Linked DNA regions of Mus musculus: region 1 is linked to region 2. A link is a contact called in public Hi-C data. All regions are on one chromosome and are shown on one strand. The core of a region is the stretch at or near the end of the contact, and the rest is flanking DNA. Distances in the headings are between cores, read along the strand shown. Region 1 holds the start of Tbc1d2b (TBC1 domain family, member 2B). Region 2 overlaps Tbc1d2b (TBC1 domain family, member 2B).

The links. Hi-C and Micro-C count contacts between places; a contact is called where the count stands out from the background.
Region 1: a contact with region 2 is called in a Hi-C map of cerebral cortex, with 2.8 times the contacts expected there. The contact joins the promoter of Tbc1d2b here to the enhancer-like site in region 2. A contact is called at or near these places in 12 of 39 promoter capture datasets (the 3T3-L1 cell line, the HPC-7 cell line, cranial neural crest and 6 more), 1 of 15 datasets of contacts at CTCF or cohesin (CD8 T cells), 44 of 484 Hi-C or Micro-C datasets (CD4 T cells, CD4 single positive thymocytes, CD8 T cells and 29 more), 10 of 115 datasets of contacts at active chromatin or transcription factors (the HPC-7 cell line, bone marrow-derived dendritic cells, bone marrow-derived macrophages and 5 more) and 5 of 9 other capture datasets (adipose tissue, bone marrow-derived macrophages, embryonic stem cells and 2 more).

Annotation. Positions count from the first base shown.
Region 1 is chr9:90,268,672-90,275,550 of GRCm38.p6, forward strand. It overlaps Tbc1d2b (TBC1 domain family, member 2B), which reads right to left and starts at 2,098. Exons shown (of 13, transcript NM_194334.2): 1 at 1,681-2,098. The coding sequence starts at 2,040.
Region 2 is chr9:90,224,329-90,230,647 of GRCm38.p6, forward strand. It overlaps Tbc1d2b (TBC1 domain family, member 2B), which reads right to left. Exons shown (of 13, transcript NM_194334.2): 4 at 4,610-4,773; 5 at 3,002-3,246; 6 at 1,693-2,076. Among named protein-coding and RNA genes, the nearest start is that of Tbc1d2b, 43 kb to the right of the region's middle. Within about 2 kb of position 2,338, at least 26 of the 459 cell types and tissues checked have an H3K27ac peak or open chromatin away from gene starts, as enhancers often do. A contact at or near this core is called in adipose tissue, bone marrow-derived macrophages and cerebral cortex, where this site is marked.

The sequences.
Region 1 (6,879 bases), core at 848-3,347, 44 kb after region 2:
GACAGTGCCTGCTGTTTTAGATGTCTGCCAGGTAGTGCTTACAACGTGCCAGCCTTTTTCCGTAATGTTTCCTAGAGCCCTTGCTGCCATCCACAGGGCGGGGGGAGGGGGGGGTGGGTGGGTGGGGGCGGGGGAGGGGTGAAATTCCTATTAGACCAAAGCAGGAACTAGACAGAGAAGTGATAAAATGTGTCCAATCCACATGGTTGATGACTCAGGCTGCAAGTTCAAATCTATCCAGGTCCAAAGCCGTCCATTAAGCACTGTAACTTCACTTAGGCAGATGCTGCCGCTGCTTAGATGCTTTTAAAAAATGAAAGACCTGGTAGGGAGAGAGTTCTAAAGCTATCTGAGAGAATCTGAAACAGGAAGCTCAGTTTTCTTTTTTTCACAGGCAATTCCACCGGAAATTCACCAGGGTCCACATGTACACAGAGGGCAAGCATCTGCCTCTGACAAAGCTCCCTGTGGACGCTCTGGGAGCCAGTCCCAAGTTTACACAGACACTGAGTTACCTCAAGTTGAACTGCAGGCCTGCTTGGCTTCCTTTAGAGAAACATTTTATGCATCTGCTAGTGGGGGGGAACATCACAGCATCCCCCCCCCCTCCACCCCTGTTCCCCCAGTCAGACTCTGCTGAGTCGACAAAGCTCTGAGAAAGGGCTTCAGGGAACAGCTCCAGCTGCTGCACGGTCTGCAGAGCTCAGGAACAGTTGCATGCTCACAAGGCCACTCTCCACTTGGCCAGCTTTGAGAGGGCTGCTGCTTCAAGCCCAGCCCTGTGGCTCTGGAGAAAGCCCAGCTTGCAAGACGGAAGAGAAGCCAGAAAAAGGAGGGTGGAGACTCAGGGAACCAAGCGGGGAGCAAGGCCCAGAGTGAGAGGCAGCCCAGCCCTAGGCCAGGGGTCCAGGCCCTTGGGTGCTCCAAACAGGACCATTCCTAGGAGATGTCAAGGTCCTGGCCTTTAGAACTCTCAGCAACAGGGAAATGCTGCCCCGGGACTGGTGACCATTGCCAAGCCTCCAATACTCAAATCTCTCTGGGGAAGCCTAAGGAAGCCTCCCATAAGCTGAAGCAACCCCTCCCACCTTTTCCAAGAAGCAAGAGTGGGCACTGCTGGAGTACCCCGACCTCTCTAGAGGGGGCTGTGGCAAATTAGTTCCCGGGGCCCTGGTATCACTTGCCTCTGGCTATAGCACTCAATGTACCATATTTACTAAACACTTGAGAGTGGAAACCACTTAATCCCAATACTGTTGTCCCCACTTTACAGAGCAGGCAGCTGAAGCACAGAGGGGTCTTTCAGAGGACCCAAGGTCACAGGAGGAGTTATAAATTAGGCAGGGATGGAGGGTGGAAGCCTGCAACTGTGGGAGGGTCTCCCACAGCATCCAAGGAATGGTGAGCGTGGACACAGGAGGGAAGCGAGGAAAGGCGTATCGGGAGATAATGGGTCAAAGTGTCAAAAGATTAGCTGTGTAACCCCCAACCCTGACTCAGCCTCATAGTCCAAGCACAGGTAAAGGGCAAAAAAAGATAAGAATGAGGAAGGAATCAGAGTAGGCAGTGGCAAAGAGAGGCTTGGGCAGGACAGGAGGAGGCCTTTGGGACAAGGAAGGAAGGTGGAGGGGGAAATCTGCTGACGGGACACGAGTGGGCACCGGGGCGCGATCGTCCCACCTTGAGCACGGTGACTGCACCGGCGCTGTGCACCTGGAAGTGTGTGGGCGGATCTGCTCCGGGCTCCGCAGCCTCATCGCGGCCCTGGTAGCTGAAGCAGGCGTCGGCGATGTCCAGGTGGCCGAGCGGCAGAGCGTCCTGGGGACTCTTGAAGTAGTAGAGGTAGCAGCGGCGCGAGTCAAACACGAACCAGCGGCTGCGGTAGCCGCGCAACGGGCCCTTGCCCGACAGCTTCTGCAGGTAGCCGCACAGCCGCGAGGGCTCCCGTCCCGCCACCGCCCCAGCCTCCGAGCCTGTTCCCGGTACCGCTCCCTCACCACCACTGCAGCTCTCCTCCACGCCGTCCCCGGCCCCCGGCATGGCCTGCCGCCGGCGCCCGCGCCCGCGCTCCCGCCCCGCGCTCCTCCGGGCCGCCGCCGCAGCGCCCACCTCCCCGCGCCGCGCCCTCCGCAGGGCCGTGGCGCGCTGAGCAGCCTGGGACTTGTAGTCCCGCCCCCGCCGCGCCCCCGCAGCGTGGGTAGCCTGGGTTCTTTAGCGATCCAGGCTAGCTCCACCCGTCCTCTACTAGTTGTTTTTTTGGGCATTCAAGGTCCGCCCTATCCCGGGAGAAAAAGTTCTGTTTCTTTATGCGAGCGTGGATTCCACGAGTGGGTTTCTAAAAAAAAACTAAGGAAAGTCTACTTAACACTGCCCTGAACTCCGAATAAGCTTTGATTTTAAAATCCGTGTCCAGCCAGTCATAGGCTCATACTACGAAAATGAGAGCGCCTGTTGCCTGGTACAGAGTGGGTGTTCGGTAAATATTTGTAGAGTTTGTGAATGGAAGCCAAAGTATGTACTGCCTCTCTACATCCTGGTTTGTTCACTGAATGAAAAAAAATTTATGGAGGGCGTTCTGTGTAGGATTCACACACTGGAGACTTGGCAGTGACTTCCTAGCCTCATGGAGATTATATTCTAATAAAGCACAACAATAATTCACACATTTTAAAAGGCAAACAAATAGAAGTTGTTTTGCTGCACAAATGCCCTTATGACCTGGAAATAAGGATGGTTGCTTAAAATACCACTGTGCTGGTAGTGTTTTGTTGTCTTGACCCAAGCTATAGTCCTTTGGGAAAAAGGAATTTTAATTGGGGGGGGGGGGAAGCTGGCAAGTCTGGGAGGCATTTTCTTGATTGATGATTGATGTGGGAGGGTCCAGCCCACTGTGGACCGTGCCACCCCTGAGCAGGTGGTCCTGGATGAAGTAAGAAAGCAGGCTGGGGAAACAGTGACGGGCGAGTCATAAGAGGGCAAGCTGTGTGGAGCAGTCCTCCATAGTTCCTGCTTCCAGGTTCCTGCCTTTTGGTCATGGTTCTTTATTACAGCAATAGAGACCCTAACTATAAGACATCACTTGCCAGTGATTACTTGAGGGTGTCGGGAATGTAGGACTGAGACAAGCTCTCTCCACATAGCCTGGGCTGGCACTGAGCCTTGGATATCTTCCTGCCTCCACCTCCCAAGTGGTAGGATTACAGGAATGTGCTAGCCCCACCCAGCTTCCTAGTACTTCCTGTATCAACTTATTTGAACCCTCAGAACAACCTCACAAGGTGTTTTTAAGTGCTTAACAAAACAAAACATAGTAAAAGGATGGAGTTTGTAAAGGAAGATGAAGGTAAGCTACTTTTGTAGGTTGGTCAGAGGAGGCAGATCTTAAGAAGTGAGCAGAGACCTACGTCAGATGGGAGGGGGAACGGTAACTAGAGACTGAGGAGGGGAACAGCATTCCAGGCGAAGGAAGGATGAGTACAAAGCTCACCTTTCCCAAAGAGAAGTAGACATTCTAGTTATATTTGTGAGGACATATCAAATATACCACTAGAAGAGGGTGCATGATCCCATAGAGCTGGAGTTACAGATAATGGTGAGCTACCACGTGGGTTCTGAAAACCAAATCCAAGACCTCTTCAAGAGGGACTAGTGCTTCTAGCTGCAGAGCCATCTCTCCAACCCTATGCACCCCCTCTTGCTTATTTTAAATTCGTGCATGTGCGAGTGCGCTCTCTCTTTCTGGAGCGCTCACTCGCATGTGCACGCATGCGCACACACCCCAGAAAAGACAAGGACACCAAAGTAGACTGCCCATTTGAAGCTTAGATCAGGCTGTTTAACTTCCTTTTGTGGCAGTCTTTTGTTTACTGCCATTGTTATTGTCATTAGTGTTGCTTCTTCCTCCGTAAGCAGATCCAGAGAGAGGAATCTGTCAGTCTTACCGGTCTATGTGCGCAGTAGGCTAGAGTCCTTTGTGCTTCGTGCCAGCTGGGTTGCTCCAGCGAGTGAGGGGAACCAAGTTCAATCTGAGCCTCACTCTGTGGATCCAAGGGCCTATGACTAATTGGCTTGTGGAGAAGGCCATCAGGATGGGTATGACTTTGAAATGCTACAGAAAGGGGAAGAGCTGGGAAGAGTCGACCTGGGCAGTGTCGATGATGTGTGAGATGATGTGTGAGGCAGAAGGATACAGCCAGTCTGAGTTCAGTCAGTGGGCTGTGAGAAAGCGGGGCTACCACTGGATTACGGTCCTAGAGGACAGATTCAAACTTTGCAGATGGCATTTGGAAATAGATGTCTGGCAAATATAGAGATAACGTCCTTCTTGGGCAGAGGGAAGGACCCTGGGAGGCTAGCTGGGCTGGCAGGCTGGAGCAGGCAGACAGTGCTGGGCAAGGGATCCCAGGCTGGTCCCAGCCTGACTCTGCTGTGTCTGAATTCCCTGCACATTCACACTGGATGGAATTGGGACGCCACTTTGGTGCTGCGGGGCCCTGCCTTCGTCCTTTTGGAGACTTTACCTTATGTCATAGGAAACACACTGAAATGTTCTCATGTCCCAGAGTAAATATCAACACAATTTGGCTCTAAAAAGGTTCAAAGATTAGGGCTGGAGAAATGGCTTAGAGCTATGGTTCTCAAAATGCAGGACCCATGTGAAAAGGTCAGTTGACCTTCAAAAGGGCCCTGGCCCACAGGTTGAAAGCCACTGGCTTAATGGTTCTGCGCACTTGCTGCTCTTACAGGGGCCCCCAGATTTGATTCCCAGCACCCACCTGGCTCACAACCATCTGGAATTCCAATTCCAGGGGATCTAACCCCCTCTGTGGGCACTGAAAGTGCCTGGTTCATGTAGTTATGTCCAGGAAAACACGAATAGAAAATTAAAAAGTTCTATGGAACATCCCATAATATTTTGTTATTTCATGATGATGAGTTGTGTTATTTTAATTTCCTTTTTGATTTTTAAAAAGAGATTTGTTTATGTTATTTCATGCATATGAGTGTTCTGCCTGTGTGTGTGTGTGTGTGTATCATGTGTGTGCCTGGTGCTGGCAGACCTCAGAAGAGGGTATTGCAGGAGTTACAGATGGTTGTGAGCCACCACGTGTGTACTGGGAACAGAATCCTGGTCTTCTGCAAGAGCATGGAGTGGTCTTACCTGTTGGTCTGTTTCTCCAGCTGAGCATTACCTTGTCTCCATGGCAATTCTGGCCGAACTGAAAGAGAAAAGTCTAAAGTGTCCTTTTGAGGGTAAAGGTATGGACACAATGTTTAATTTTGATCTTGGTCTTCTTTGTGGATTTTTGAAGTCGATACATTCCTGTTTTCTTTCTGTCTTTTGCTGGGCAGGACAGCTTCTCTTGATGAAGCCCAGGCTAGCCTAGACCTTATGTTTTTGCCTTTGCCTCCCAAGTGCTGCAATTATAGGCATCTACCAACACAACTGCTATTTTTCTTATACATAGTTAGTTCACCAGTCTCTCAAAAGCCAGCATACCAGGACACTGAGCCTATAGTCTCTAAGGGATAAGCTGACTTTTTCCCTGCCTAGCTATGGCCAGGCCAACCTGTGGCTCTTTCAGGAGGCTGAAAGCACAGGCCTGAGACCCCCAGTGTGAATGTAAAGAACCATCCTGGCAGGGGTCTCAGAAAGTCTGGATTCCCCTGAGCAATGGGGAATGCCCAAGCCTTTGCAATCAACTCAAAGTCAACTTGACCCTGCCCATTCCTCTACTCCACCCATTCTCTAAGGTCACTCTAGGCTGCCACTTATTTCATGTGTCCCCACCCCTCCCCCGTTTTATTTCATCTCTGCACCTCTTTTTTTTTTTTTATACATTCAATTTGGACACTTTTGTACAAGTTTATATAAAGTGCAAACCAAACAAACATAGCTTCAGTTTTTCTCATTTTGAACGTGGAGTCAGAGGGCCTGTCATCTGTGACATGTGCCTGGACAGCTTCTTGAAACCCAGTGACCAGGAGGAAGTAGCCACCCAGAAGGAAGTAACCACTGTTTACTGAAAAGAGGAAATTTGGGAGATGAACTTACTCACACAAGGCTAGTCCCTGGGCAAACCCCAGAGAACACACACACCCGGGGTTCATCTCCAGCCAGTTTCTCCTGTGAGAAACTGTGGGTACAGCAGGCCCAGAGGCTGTAGAGAAGACTCAAACTCCATGCTGCCCAGTTCCCACCGACTGTATAGCAAGTCCTCTGCACAGGACCCCCAGTTCCCACCCATATCCAGGAAATGGATGGATGAAATCTCCTCCAGCACCTACTCCTCCTGCTCGGTGACCTAACATTGACAGAAGGCCTAGGTGGAGCTGGGGGCTGGGGGCTGGGGGCTGGGGTCCTGGGGCTGGGTGAGCTGTGGTTGGTCTTCTGCAGTTCCCCAGGCCAATGCAAGCCTCTGTGCTTAAAGCCCTCTTGGTTTTCTGCGCATGACTTCTTTGGGGTAACACGCTGCCATCATCCCTGTGTCCTGCCTGGGAAGTCATCCTTATTCTCGAGCCACTGAGACACAATCAAGGCCTCTGTTCTTGAAGCAGAGAGAGAGACAGAGATGGGTTGGTTAACTTCTTGGGGGCTGGGGCACAGTATGAAGAAGCTTGCCTGATGGGGAGGAGATTGGTGGTAGAGGAGGAGGCTGGGAGCTCGGAAGGGTGGGAGGGGAAGGGGAAGAAAGAGACCATTCTCAGTGTAATGGCTCCTTGGCTGCAGGAAGTGGCTTTCCAGGCTGTCCGCATTGTTCTGAAGGAGCATTCAGCAACATGCCTGAAGCCCAATCAGGAGGTCTCCCAGAGAAACTAGGAAAGATAGAGGTGGGGGGTGGGGTGCCAAAATAAGGCCCTTGGTCCTTCGGCTTCCTC
Region 2 (6,319 bases), core at 1,088-3,587:
GCTTTGAACTCAGAGGTCTGGCTTGCCTCAGGCTCCTGTGGTCACAAGTTTTCCCCTGTTCTACTAGAAGGAAGGTGTGGCTGAGCAGGGAAGAGTGTTCATGTAAAATGCCCTGAAAACAAGTTCACACACCCCTTAGATCATCCTCGTGATAAGTCAAGGAGGCTTCTAAATAAAGATGAAGGAGAGCCAACCATCTTTAAGGCTGTGGTTGGTGAAGATGCCTTATAAATTCCATCTTTTGTAACCACGTCCTCCCTCTGGCCCTGACCATTTCTACAGACTTTTCTGGATACTCCCCCGCCTCCAGACTGAACTTTCTTGAGGCTGTAGTGTGTCCTGATAAGACACGGAAGAACTAGGAAGGTTTGAGTATATAAACTAACTGCCTTCTATAGGCAGCACTAAGAGCTCTTGTAAAAAGAAAAATAAAACAAAAACAAATAACAAGCATCCAAGCGTGGTAACTCACACCTGGGAATCTCAGTACCCCGGACATGGGGACAAAGGGTTGACTTGAGTTTGAGGCCAACCTGGGCTACAGTGATTTCTGGGTCAGCATAAACTACAGCATGAAACTTTGTCTCAAAATATAAATAAATAAAATAAAGGCTGTTTTATAGTAGATATAAATATGGCATAGTAAGAGGTGTTTTGGTTTCTCACTAATCAATCCGACTGGGAGCTGTGGGGAGGGCTTAGGTGGTACGGTCGATGCTGCACAAGGATGCGGACTTAAGTCCGGTTTCCCATCACCCACGTAAAAGCCTGTGCGATGGTACTTCTATAACCCTTGTGCAGGGAGTGCGGAGGCAGGAGGGTCCCTGGGGTTCCCGGGTTAACTAGTAAGCTCTGGGTTAAGACTTTGTCTCAAAAAGTAACGTGGAACAGTATGAAGAAGAGTACCAATACCCAGCTTCCACATGCATGAGTATACGCATGCACACGCTACAGACATACAAAAATAAAGACACCATGCTGGCTTTGTGTTGTCACTAAAATGGCCCACCCACACATCCCAGCCCTGCAGCCACTGTCTCAGTGTTCACAACTCTGCAGTCCCCAGCCTGTGAGCACTCACTCAGCTCACTGCTGGCAAATGAAAGGTGCTAGAAGCCATGAAGCACACGCTCTATCATGATCTCAACGCGAACACACCTGGACTCTTCAAGGGTAAACTCCACTTGGAATGCAAACACCTAGAACCAGTGGCTGCATGGAACTACTGGGGGTGGTAGACATACTGGGGTCTGCTGGAGTCGGTTGGGCTCTACCTGATGCCCAGTGTCCCAGAGGATGCTTGCCTACCCAGGCCTGTGGGAGGCTATACAAATTAAGTCTGTGTTTGTCTTTATGTGCACAGAGGGGAAACTGACAACCTCCTTGAAGGTGGGAAATTCAGAGGGGAGGCGTGTTTCAGCTTTTTCTGTGCCAGGGACAGGAAGAACTGAAAGTGTCCCAGGTGATGACAGCAATAGCAAGGGTGTTGGACGTACTCAAGGCAGTTCCTGAACATGCCTGGGATTTGAGCATAAAGTTCTGCCCCTCCTCCCCAGCTCTGCCCTTACTAGACCAGCCCGTTACAACCAGACCTCTAGGGGTCAGCGGGTATGGAACTAAGGACGGAACTAACTGAGTTTGCAATGTGTTTGCAATGTCTATCCAGAAAGCCAGCCCACAGTCTGCCCTTACTTTTAGCCTGTCCAGCTCCAGCTGGTCCTTGCTGGCTGGGATGGCCAAAGGAGAGCTGGGCCCCAGGGTGGGTGATGACACGCTGCCCTCACAGGCGCTGAGCTTGATGATGACCTCGTCCTTGGCCTGGATGGTCTCCATCAGCATGCCGAGCCGCTCGTTGAGCTCGCCCACCTTGCTCTTCAGCGTCCTCACTTCCTGCTGGAGGCTTTCCTTCTCCAGGCCGAACCTCTCCAGCTGGCCGCTGAGGCCCAGGATCTGCTCGTCCTTCTGGTGCAGGAGCTCCAGTGTGTCCCCGGGGACCCCCTGGCTGATCTGGGGGTTCGTGAAATACTTGTCATATTGGGATGACCGGACTGTCTGCTGGAGCAGCCGAATGAGCTCCTAGGAGCCAAGAAGACAATGAGGTGAACGGTAAGAAAGCTGGGGTGTGGGGGAGAAAAGCAGAAATCATGAGTGTTATATAAGCAGTCACTGGAATCTGAGGAAATGCAGAAATAAACTCCACTGGAAACATTTTAATGTTGAACTTCCTCTTGAAAGATCTCAAAAATAGAGAGGGGAAAAAATGTACTCCACAAATACAGCCTGAAGAGAACAATAATAGGAAACGGGAAATAATGGATGTGCGTGCTGTAATTAGCAATGGTTCCTGGCACATGCTTATCGGCGCTAAGGGATCTGTGAAGTACTGCGTGGTGGCACATGCCTATAACTCCAGTGCGGGAGCAGGGGGATCAACTGCTCCAGGGCAGCCTAGATGACACAGTGAGATGCTGTCTCAAAAATAAATGAATAAATAGAAGTGTATATGTGTGGGGGGGGAATGGGGAGGGGCAGGGTAGGAAGATGACTCAGCAGTTAAGAGCACACATTGCTCTTGCAGAGGACTTGAGCTTGATTCCCAGAACCCACACTGGGAGGTTCACTGAATCGGACATTGGTTTCTGGCTTCTGTGGATGCCTACAGTTACATACTCATACATATAGCTAAAAATAAAATTAAAAGGGGGAGGGGCCAAGCTTTATGGGTTACTGTGCTGCCTAGCAATTAGGTAGAAGGAATTCTTACCAGTTTGGAAAAATTGTCTGACGGGATGTGCAAAGTTGAGGGAACTCGAGTCTGAGAAACCGGGCGTGGGTACTGAGAGGAGCACCTTGTAACCTGTCTAGGGTCATGGTCTAGGGTCATTGAATAAACACGGGCATAGCTCAGGGCACAGGATGGCAGCCCAAGAGCATGAGCCTCAGGGAAGGGCTCCTGAGTCTCTGGCCCACCGAGGGCACACAGAAATCAAGCGACAGTTACCTTCTGACTGGATAGGTCCTTCTTGAGTTGCTCCAGCTCCTCCTGCTGGCTTTGAATCTGCAGCTGCATTTCGGGGACTGGCTTAGTGGGACCTCCGCTGCTGCCTGATGATGTCGCCGTTCCCTCGAGCAAAGGATCACTACTGCTGTGGCGGTTTTTGTATGACCCAATTATATCTTTCAAGGGGCGCTTTCCTTTGTAAGGGTTCCGTCCAAATTCAAAGGGGAATCCTGAACTAGCGACTCCTATATTTAAAAATAAGAAGTTTTTTTTTTTTTTTTTTTTTTTTTGAGCATGTCAAACCTTCTGGTATTCTTACACATCATCCTGAGGGTTGTGGACTCATCAACCCATGCAGAAAGCAGGGCAGCTGGACATGTCTCCTTGTCCTGCTTCACTGTACAGAAGCCCCGAGAGGTCTAAAGCTGCAGAGTCTTTGCTGGACCACTCTTTACAGAAGACTATAGTATGAGTATCACGAAGACAACTGAGGCGCACCAGGCAAGCCCTGGCTTCTTACTTTTACATTTGTTTTTGGCTAAAAACAAAAACAAAATGGATTTTTTAAAAGTCTAAATACACTTTTTAAAGTGAGACTTTATGTATAAGTTGACCCAAATAATTCAAATGTACACTCAAAAACACAAGCTTGAGGCACAAAAGTACTACGGCCTTTTGATTATTTAAAGCTAGGGGAGACAAAGGCATCGGTGGCTCCCTGGGGTCACGCAGAGACTGGAAGACTGGGTGGGTGGCAGTACCTGGCACCCAGGTGGCACTGGAGGCCTGGTGTGCCTGATATGTGACAGCTCACAGAGGCACAAGTGCACAAGTGCTTTCGGACTTGGGGCCTTGTTTGGATCTAGCATGTCTCCCAAAGGCCCATGTGTTAATGCCTTAAGCCAGCAGCTTGCTGGTACTGATGAAAGCTTAATATGAAGTCTTTTAGACAGTGGTACCCCGGGCTGCCTTCTCTCTTTTGCTTTCTGGCCACACAGTCCCACAATGATGCACTTCTACAGGCACAAAGCAATGGGTTCAGGTGGTCATAGAATAAAATCTCTACGACTATGAACCAAAATAAACCGTTTCTCTACATAAGATGGCTTCCCTCAGCTACCTGTTACAGTAATAGGAATACAACTAATCTAACCACTTCTCCAGAATCTATGATACTATGTTCTCTTTTTTTGGAGTACTTATCAAATTTCTGTAAATAAAGATGGTGTGTGTGTGTGTGTGTGTGTGTGTGTGTGTGTGTGTGTATGTTTCTGAGACATGCAATCCTCCTGTTTCGACCTCCCTGGCCCCAGAACTACAGGTATATGACATAATGCCTGGCTTAATAAGTACAAAGTTTCTTCAGGCAGCACCTCTGTGATGCACAGAGGCATAACATATCAAATCTCCCGGAGGAGGTTTGTAGCTGCTTGGACATCTGTTTCTTGCAGCCCTTTACAAACCTTTAAGAATCATTGCCCACACCCCTATCACCATCCCCCTCCTATAACACAAGGGCCTATGCTTTATGCTTCTAGGGACTTGCCAGTCAAGAGTCTCCTCTATCCCAGGGGCAGAGAGAGCAACAGGGCACAGGAACACACACACCTTTACTGCCCTCAGGCATCGGCTTCTTCCTCTCTTCTGGTACCAGGGACTCCTCCAGGTCCTTAGGAGGCGGGTCTAGAAGTTCCCACTCTTCATTGGTGTAAAACACGGTCCTGCGACTCTCACTGTGCCCTCTCCCAGGACGGAATGATGACATTGAATTTCTATTTAAAAACAAGAAAGGGCAGAGCAAAACACGGCTGTATATAGGACTGGTAAAAATGGAGATCTGATAATACCAAATGTTGGTAAAAATACAGAAAATGAGAAAATATGCATTGCCAGTATGAGTATACACCGATACTAGTATCTCAGGAAGTAGCAATGCAAAGTTAAATTCAAGAATTTCTTAAAAAACACCCCCCACCCCCGAAAAAACCTTATTTAAAAAAAAATCACACATTATGATTAACCAGACCCAAAGCCTATGCATCGCAGGGGACTTCTGTAGGTTACACTAGCTATTCTGAAGCTGGGTGCTCCACATTGGACTTTATACTGTCATCAGTGAATAGATTCCTAGAACTGCCTTTCTCAAGATGCCAGCATTCCTAAGAGACACCACAACACAGACTGCATTATCCATGTTAACCACTCCTTGCACTGATGGTCGCCTGACTGTCCGCAAGAATGTAAAGAGAATCTAGTGGGGAAGTGTGACTATAAGAACTGGTTATATATAGGAAAAAATAAACTTGAATCTTACCTCACAGCACACATACAAACTAGTTCAAAATATACCATAGAGGCAGGTTGTTGTGGTATACTCCTGTGATCCCAGCACTTAGGAAGCCAGGCAGAAGGTTCCTAAGTTCCAGGCCAGTCTGGGCTATACAGTGAAATCCTATTTCAAATTAAAAACAAAACACGCCCCACCAAAACACAAAACTTCTAGATGAAAATAAAGGAGAAAGTGCTTTTGACGTTTAGACTTTCTTCTCCTTTTGTATGTATATGCATGCATATGTATGTGTGTGTGCATGCATATGTATGTGTATGTGCATGCATATGTATGTGTGCACACAAGCATGTCTAGGCCACAGGCCAACTTTAGGTATCTGCCTCAATCACACACTGCTCAGCTTATGTTTTGAGACAGGGTTTCTCTCTGAACCCAAGGCTCACCTACTTTGCTAGGCTAGGCAATGAACTGCAAAGATCAGCCTCTCTCCAGCTCCCCAGTGCTGGGGTTACAGACACATATCTAGCTTTCTACACGGGTCTCTTGGGTCCAAACTCAAGTCAAGTATACTTCCTCCCTAAGCCATCTCCACAGCTCCACATTACACAGACTTCTTAAAGAGAACTTGAAAAGTACAATCTATAAGACAAGATGAGAAAAACTGAGTTTATGAAAACCTTTCTCCTTTGGAAAATATTTGCAAAATATATACCTGACAAAAGGCTCATATTCAGGATATTTAAGAATGCTTAAAGTTCAATAAGATGAATAAACAACTCAATTTAAAAATGATCAAGAGACGAGAAAAGTAAATTTTAAAAAAGGAAGAAAGAAAAATAAAAATACACGCAGTTTTCTAACTTGTAAAGTTGGACTTAAGATTTTCTTGTAACAAACTTTACGACCGTTCCAAAGCAATACACATTCACTGCAAACCATAGTCAGAAGCTTGCTTTTTCCTGGGCTAGCGATGTGCAGAGAGACACGGAGCTGGGATTAACTTCCAGTGAACCGCGAGACAGTAAGTG